3 separate regions of the Macaca mulatta genome follow, and all the other regions are linked to region 2. A link is a contact called in public Hi-C data. All regions are on one chromosome and are shown on one strand. Each heading gives the region's core, a stretch centred on a gene start, on an enhancer-like site or on the middle of the called end of the contact. The rest is flanking DNA. Distances are from core to core; before and after follow the strand shown.

The links. Hi-C and Micro-C count contacts between places; a contact is called where the count stands out from the background.
Region 1: a Hi-C map of liver shows a contact between it and region 2, with 4 times the contacts expected there. The contact joins the promoter of H1-4 here to the promoter of H2BC10 in region 2. A contact is called at or near these places in 2 of 14 Hi-C or Micro-C datasets (blood and liver).
Region 3: a contact with region 2 is called in a Hi-C map of CD4 T cells, with 4 times the contacts expected there. The contact joins the promoter of H2AC7 here to the promoter of H2BC10 in region 2. A contact is called at or near these places in 2 of 14 Hi-C or Micro-C datasets (CD4 T cells and fetal cortex germinal zone).

What each region holds. Positions count from the first base shown.
Region 1 is chr4:156,953,946-156,956,645 of T2T-MMU8v2.0, forward strand. It overlaps H1-4 (H1.4 linker histone, cluster member), which reads right to left and starts at 1,414. Exons shown (of 2, transcript XM_078000870.1): 1 at 1-1,414. The coding sequence starts at 1,351. The coding sequence ends at 692.
Region 2 is chr4:156,841,397-156,844,096 of T2T-MMU8v2.0, forward strand. It overlaps H2BC10 (H2B clustered histone 10), which reads right to left and starts at 1,308. Exons shown (of 1, transcript XM_078000863.1): 1 at 1-1,308. The coding sequence starts at 1,263. The coding sequence ends at 883. It overlaps LOC144340549 (histone H3.1), which reads left to right and starts at 1,539. Exons shown (of 2, transcript XM_078000862.1): 1 at 1,539-2,086; 2 at 2,364-2,700. It also overlaps H2AC10.
Region 3 is chr4:156,909,507-156,912,315 of T2T-MMU8v2.0, forward strand. H2AC7 (H2A clustered histone 7) reads left to right here and starts at 1,442. Exons shown (of 1, transcript NM_001193793.1): 1 at 1,442-1,834. The coding sequence starts at 1,442. The coding sequence ends at 1,834. It overlaps H2BC7 (H2B clustered histone 7), which reads right to left and starts at 1,165. Exons shown (of 2, transcript XM_078000871.1): 1 at 749-1,165. The coding sequence starts at 1,125.

The DNA of each region.
Region 1 (2,700 bases), core at 164-2,663, 110 kb after region 2:
GTATACTGAAAGATACTTTAGGAGAGCTCACGTTCTCTTTTCTTCCTCTAACAAATTATAGGACTCGTTGCATACAGAAGTCATGGTAATTGGGATATCCCTGGAAGTCTGGCAGTTTTGCGTTTGGGAAGTCATCTATGCAAATGCTACATTTAAGGACCAAGTATTTTCTGCAGTGTCAATTTCTAATTTTTAGTTGTGGCAGTGGTTGAAATAGTGTACTATGCCACCTGTGTCGAGACGTACTCCTCTGCACTCCTTCATTGCTTGCCATAGTCTGTAGGGAGCCAGCACGGAAATTGAGTGTTCTCTATTCGGAACTCATACGTCCCAGCCTAGAAGCCCGCGAAAATCCCGACTTTTTTTCCCATGCTATTTGCAGGCCAGATCTCGCTAAGTGTTAAGTACTACGGAGGTCGAAATGGGTTTTAACTCCAGTATTCGAAAACGCAATAAAAGCTCAATGACGCGGCTGCACTCCTGCTTGGCCGACGGAACGCGAAATGACCCCCTGGCCAAAAACGGCTCCTCTCTCCCGACTTTGTTCCCGGGAGACCCGCCCCTCAATAGCGGCGTTTTCCCGGCCACACCCCCTGATAGTGTAACAGCTCTTTTACTGAAAGCGGTGGGTGGCTCTGAAAAGAGCCTTTGGGTTGTGTTGAGCTTCTAAGCAGTTGGCCAAAGGAACTTCCTACTTTTTCTTGGCTGCCGCCTTCTTTGGCTTGGCTGCCTTGGGCTTGGCGGTCTTTGGTTTAGCCGCCTTGGGTTTCACTGCTTTGGCCTTCGCTGGGCTCTTGGGCGCTTTTTTTGGCTTGGCTGCTTTAGCCTTTTTCGGGCTTTTCGCTTTTTTGGCTCCAGCAGCCGCAGCCGGCTTCTTCGCCTTCTTTGGGGTCTTCTTGGCGCTCTTCTTAGGGGTGGCTGCCCCCGTCGCCTTCTTGGGCTTCTTCGCCGCTCCTGTAGGCTTCTTGGCTTTGGCCGCGCCTGCCTTTTTAGCTTTAGGCTTGGCTTCCCCGGAGGCCGCCTTCTTGTTGAGTTTGAAAGAACCCGATGCGCCGGTGCCCTTGGTCTGCACCAGAGTGCCCTTGCTCACCAGGCTCTTGAGACCCAGCTTGATGCGGCTGTTGTTCTTCTCCACGTCATAGCCAGCGGCTGCCAGCGCTTTCTTGAGAGCGGCCAAAGATACACCGCTGCGCTCCTTGGAGGCGGCAACAGCCTTAGTAATGAGCTCGGACACGGGGGGCCCAGACGCTTTGCGCTTAGCCGCACCTGCGGACTTGCGAGCCTTCTTCTTCACGGGTGTTTTCTCGGCTGGGGCCGGAGCAGCGGGCGCGGCAGGCGCAGTCTCGGACATGTTGAAGGCAGGCGTGAGAGAGAGAGCAATTCGAGCCGGAAGCAGAGGCACTGGCCGGGACTCGGGCCGCGGCGCTGCGCCCGCCCGTTTATATAGGGCGGAGCTGCGCCGTGATTGGTGCGCTGTCCAGCCCGCCTCGCTGGCAGCCGCAGAGTGTCCTCTCGGATCCCGAGTTGTGTTTGTTACACCTCAAAAAAAGCCAAAAATATAAAAATTGTCTGCACCGAACTACCCGGTTTTTCTCAGATAATGATCCCCGAACCCTCAGGCTTCACGCAGATCTCAAATTATGAGGAAAGCACAAAGCCTTGTGCCAAAAACTTGCAATATTTCCCGCCGTGCTTGGCAAATTTCAACTCAGAGAAACAAAACTTTCTATTTTCTTCGTAAATTATAAACCGATCTTTAACTGTGGAGTTTTCTGACCTCTCAAATATGATTCTCCAAGTGGTTAGCTTCTGATATATCCAAAAAGCATGCCACTGGCATTAAGATTTTTATTACAAATCTGCACTTAAGTGAGGGAAGTAACACAGGCTCCTCGGAGAGTCCTGCCTATTGAGCCGAGGGCATTTGAGTTCATCAAACTGGTTTAGTTTAATGCTAAACAAATTATTCCTCATTTGACATTAAGTTTTGGACCCCTGGGACATCAATCTATGCAGCCGTGGTTTTACATCTGTCCGCTATATCTGAGTTTTAAAACAATTCCTTTGGATAATTCTTTCCCTTTCTGCTCCCAAGGGTTGGGGGCGGGGCTGTTGCTTCTCTCTTCTCTGGACAACTGCTCCATGGATTGAGATACCTTGAATTCAGGGTATTTGGGAACGAAGGGAAGTCCAAAATATACTCAGGGTACAGAGTTGAAAAAAGATTAATTTTCGAATGTGATGTTCATAAAGTCACTGGAAGTGGAGGTGCACTTTTCTTTAAAGCATTTGTCTGCAGCCTTGCTGAGTGCTTTTGGCATATGCTTCAGAACCAAATTGCAATAAAGTAGCTTAGAGCTGGAATTCAAACATTGATAATAAGGGAAAATAAATAAGAACTGTATATTGAAACATATGTACTCCCATTATTAGAGAAGCCCAGCCGCTATTATTACTGAATAGTTGAGGAATGACTAGTCCACTCACCATGTATGGTTTCAATCCCCCTGAAGACTGTATCCCAACGCTTCGCAGAGCGCAATAGAAAGAAAAATAAGTGACATGTAGTGATTAAATGACAAGTTCAAATTTCGATCTCAGAAGCAGAGCTTTGAGAGTCTATCTAAGCTATTATAAATCATTGCCCTCTGAAAACATCCTTTGAACAATGTCTGAGTAAATCTCTTTAGGTAGTTGCCC
Region 2 (2,700 bases), core at 58-2,557:
AATCCATTAATTATAAACTCAGTAAAATTTGTAAAGAAATTAGTAGAGTTGGAAGGGGGATAATGAGAACGTCTGGTAGCGATCTGCCATGGTTTAGAAATGCAACCAACAGAGGTGATTTCCTCCGTCAAATGCCGCTCCAATCATTTACAAGTTAACAACGAACTACAAGACGAATTTCGCTTTCTCAGAGCTTATTTTAGATTTAATACTACCCCAAACTTGATTTCCACCCGGCTACTCCAAGTCAAGGGCAATAGGATGTTAAAGTGAAACTAAAAGCGAAAACATAGCTTTAAGGTGGTGGTGTGCGGGAAGAAAAGTGGGGATCAACCTAGAACACGATTTTTCCTTAGCTGCTGAGTGAAATGTCTCATATTAAGCTGCATACGCACTTACTCCTTGGTGACGCTTACAATCTATAGGGGAAAAAACAACGAACCTGGACTTTTTGAGGGCAGTCTCGCTCTTATACCCCAGGTTTGAGTACAACGGCTCGATCTCGGCTCACTGCAACCTCCGCCTCCCGGGCTCAAACGATTCTTCTGACTGCCTCCCAAGTAGCTGGGATTAAGTCTGCCACCATTCCCGGCTAATTTTTGTATATTTTAGTAGAAACGGGGTTTCACCATGTTGGCTAGGCTGGTCTCGAACTCCTGACCTCATGTGATCCGCCCTCCTCGGCCTCCAAAAGTGCTGGGATTACAGGCGTGAGCCACTGCGCGCGGCCGAACTTGGACGTTTTAGTAAACCCTTACTATCCCATGTGTTGCTTAGCCATTTTACCTTGCCAACTCTGGAAAATTACAGATCTTTAAACGACAACATGGGTGGCTCTTAAAAGAGCCTTTGGGTCGTTGGCGCTTTTACTCAGGTAACTATTTATTTGGAGCTGGTGTACTTGGTGACAGCCTTGGTGCCCTCCGACACCGCGTGTTTGGCCAGCTCCCCGGGGAGCAGCAGGCGCACGGCCGTTTGTATCTCCCTGGAAGTGATAGTCGAGCGCTTGTTGTAATGCGCCAGGCGGGAAGCCTCGCCTGCGATACGCTCAAAAATGTCGTTGACGAAGGAGTTCATGATACCCATAGCCTTGGACGAGATGCCGGTGTCGGGGTGGACCTGCTTCAGCACCTTGTACACGTACACGGAATAGCTCTCCTTACGGCTGCGCTTGCGCTTCTTGCCGTCCTTCTTCTGTGCCTTGGTCACCGCCTTCTTCGAGCCCTTCTTCGGGGCAGGGGCTGACTTAGCTGGTTCTGGCATGTTCGCAGCCGAAGTGACACCGTCAAACGACCACAGGGAAATGCTGGCGAGCCCAAACGCCCTCGTTATTTATTCCGTGTATATGCAAATGAGGCTTGCTGAGTTTCGGTTTCTGATTGGTTCTTTTAATGTCTGAACATACGATAGGCCATTTCTAAATTCCTAAATCTCATTGGCTCTCCCAGAAGCTCAACCTCATAATTTGACCTTTCAACTATAATTATGTAAGTCAGAAGTTTTTTTTTTTTTTTTTTTTTTAACTTTTTTTAAACATCTGCTTTTCGATTGGCTGAAATCTTTGTTCAGGAGATAGCACAGGCCACTTTACCGAATATAGATTATAGTAGTTTAGCTGGTTGCGTTTTACTAGAACCAGTCACTTTCCTTCTTCTAAACAATTATTTAAATACTTCACTGCGTCTGGATGTGGAAAGCAGGGCAGCAAAGCTGGCGCCAAGGCTCAAACACACTCTTCCAGGGCTGGTCTCCAGTTTTCTGTGGGCCGAGGGCACCGCCTGCTCCGCAAGGGCAACTACGGCGAGCGGGTGGGGGCCAGCGCGCCCGTGTACCTGGCGGCGGTGCTGGAGTACCTGACCGCCAAGATCCTGGAGTTGGCGGGCAACGCGGCCCGCGACAGAAGACCTGCGTCATTCCCCGACGCCTGCAGCTGGCCATCCACCGCGAGAAGCTCAACAAGCTGCTGGGCAAAGTTACTATCGCGCAGGGCGGTGTCCTGCCCAATATTCAGGCCGTACTGTGGCCCTGTCTATACAAGTGACTGACTAGGCGAACAGGACTAATGAGAAAATGTCTAATATCGCAAGTAAGTGCTTTAATGTATTCGGGAAGAAGCAAGTTCAATAATGTTTGCAAAACTGTGTAAAGTTTACATGGACAGGGCCACTCCAGTGTTCAAGTTACCCTGCAGAAGAGGCTAGTGGGGATGGTAGCCTGGAATATCAATAGGACCCAATGAAAAGTAAATGAGAGTCGTTGGAAAACCTAGTTAGTCTGTCCTTTAAAAATTCTCAACCGAAGCAAAACACCATTTGGGACAAAATACAATTCAGTTAACATTTGTTGCTCACTGTTTTATGTAGGTGACTTCTTGGCTTGTGATTTCCCAGGTACACCACCCAGGAATCCTGCCTTGTGGTCAAAAGTTTCTAGCTAGCGGCAGTTCAAGTTACTCCGGAAAACCACAGATAAACTTCTCAAAACGTGGTCCTCCGAATCTGGCCCCACAACACATCTACTGAATGAGAATTAGCGTCTTCCAAAGTCTTAAAGTAGTCGTTTACGGACTACAGCTTGAAAAGCGCAGAATTAGAATTTTAGGAAATTAACGCTCTTGGATCGCATACTAACAGAGAAGAGAGGATTAAAAAATGAAGTGATTTGTCCAATCAGACTTTCCAGTAATTCACCAATCACATC
Region 3 (2,809 bases), core at 192-2,691, 68 kb after region 2:
TTTAAAAATCACAATTTTTGCCTATTAGAATAAAATGAACATATATGAAGTCAACCTTGAAGGAAAAAAAGTAAAAAACAACTTTGAGGAAGTGACAACAAAATATTTTAGGGTTAAGGGTGTTTCTCTCCTGGACTTCCAGTTATTACTCACAAATGTTATTTTGCCAGTAGCCAAACTTTTCTTTAAACAAAGAACAATTTTGATTATTAGTGCTGCATCCAGGCACCGGTGTTCACATTTTTCAGTTTTCATGCACATGGCTTGTCTTGCTTTCCTTATATTTTGAAGATTTTGATTATATTATTTTAACCAGGCAAACTTGCCAATGCTGTTATGACTAAACCGGAATTAAGGAAGACATTCTTTTTCCCCACACTGTCAGTAGCAAAGGAAATATTACTTAATTTCAAAAGTTCTTTGCTTATGTAACCAGTTTGACAAGGGACACATCACAGCACAACATAAGAAAAATGTGCACATCAGCACAATGGGCTAGCCTTGTAACCAGCACTTTGGGTAAAATAAATACGCTACCACTAACTTAAGATTAAGTACAGCATTTTGCCTTAAAGCAGTCAAAAGAACTGTGCTCTAGACCTACACAGCAGCAAACCCTTCAAATCAAGATAAAACCAAATCTGTTGGTAAACACAGAAAATATGCAGGTAATTACAACTCTATAGCTGAAAAAGTGGGTGGCTCTTAAAAGAGCCTTTGGGATTGGGTATGAAGACGTTAGAATTACTTAGAGCTGGTGTACTTGGTGACAGCCTTGGTGCCCTCGGACACGGCATGCTTGGCCAGTTCCCCGGGCAGCAGCAGGCGCACGGCAGTCTGGATCTCCCTGGAGGTGATGGTGGAGCGCTTGTTGTAATGCGCCAGGCGGGAAGCCTCCCCAGCAATGCGCTCGAAGATATCGTTGACGAAGGAGTTCATGATACCCATGGCTTTCGATGAGATGCCAGTGTCAGGGTGGACCTGCTTTAGCACCTTGTACACGTAAACGGAATAACTCTCCTTGCGACTACGCTTGCGCTTCTTGCCATCCTTCTTCTGCGCCTTGGTCACCGCCTTTTTGGAGCCCTTCTTTGGGGCAGGAGCAGACTTAGCAGGTTCAGGCATCTTAAAGAAACACCTCGCCCACAACCTAAAGAAAAATGACAAGTATCCTCACTCTGCAGCTCGTAATATCTCTAGAGCTGGTGTCCTAAACTGGCGTTTGAAACCTTACATATTGATTGGATAAATTGTCTCTGTGTGCCCTGTCGTATGCAAATTAGGTGATTCTCGCGATTCTTTGTAATTGGTAGGTTGTTCTAGCCAATCAAATAGCGTTATTTACCATTCGGCCTCCAAGTATAATAGTTTCTCACTTGCTAACAAAATTCAGTTTTACATTTTTCACTGCGTTGCTCAACATCTATTTTAAGATATCAAAATGTCCGGACGCGGCAAGCAAGGCGGAAAGGCTCGAGCCAAGGCTAAGACCCGATCTTCTCGGGCCGGGCTCCAGTTCCCTGTGGGCCGAGTGCACCGCTTGCTCCGCAAGGGCAACTACTCCGAGCGAGTTGGGGCCGGCGCGCCGGTGTATCTGGCGGCGGTGCTGGAGTACCTGACTGCCGAGATCTTGGAGCTGGCGGGCAATGCGGCCCGCGACAACAAGAAGACTCGCATTATCCCCCGACACCTGCAGCTGGCTATCCGCAACGACGAGGAGCTAAACAAGCTGCTGGGTAAAGTCACAATTGCTCAGGGCGGTGTCCTGCCCAACATCCAGGCTGTATTGCTCCCCAAGAAGACTGAGAGCCACCACAAGGCCAAGGGCAAGTAAAACGAAAATTTGTATATTGACTTTTTACGGAGGCAATCTTAACCAAAGGCTCTTTTCAGAGCCACCCATGTACTCATTAAAAGGGCTCATATTTTTTTCCATGTCATTTTGCAGTTTTCTTTAGTAATTCTTCTACTTATAAGTTGGTGTCCTTACACTGTGTAACGTGAAACTAACCTTCCATTTTAAAGTCGCCATAAAAATAGTTAAGCAAATCGGCGGGGCGCGGTGGCTCACGCCTGTAATCCCAGGACTTTGTAAGGCCGAGGCTGGCGGATCACAAAATCAGGAGTTCCAGACCAGCCTGACCAACATGGTGAAACCCCATCTCTACTAAAAATACAAAAATTAGCCGGGCGTGGTGGCGCGCGCCTGTAATGTTAGCTACTAAGGAGGTTGAAGCAGGAGAAAAGCTTGAACTGAGGCTGAGGTTGCAGTGAGCCGAGATCGGGTCACTGCACTCCAGTTTGGGCGACAGAGAGATACTCTGTCTTGGCCGGGCGCGGTGGCTCAAGCCTGTAATCCCAGCACTTTGGGAGGCCGAGACGGGCGGATCACGACGTCAGGAGTTCGAGACCATCCTGGCTAACACGGTGAAACCCCGTCTCTACTAAAAAATACAAAAAACTAGCCGGGTGAGGTGGTGGGCGCCTGTAGTCCCAGCTACTCGGGAGGCTGAGGCAGGAGAATGGCGTAAAAACCCGGGAGGCGGAGCTTGCAATGAGCTGAGATCCGGCCACTGCACTCCAGCCTGGGCGACACAGCAAGACTCCGTCTCAAAAAAAAAAAAAAAAAAAAGGCAAAGTAATTAAAATGCAGAGAGAGTATATGTGACAGGTAATTTAAATCGATCAATGCAGCAGCCCCTTACGATTGCAAAGCTGTTAAAAGGCGTGAGAAATACAGAGAAGAGGTTAATGTTCGTCAGTGTTTACATTTACATATGAATGTAGTGACTTAAAGCAACAGAACCAG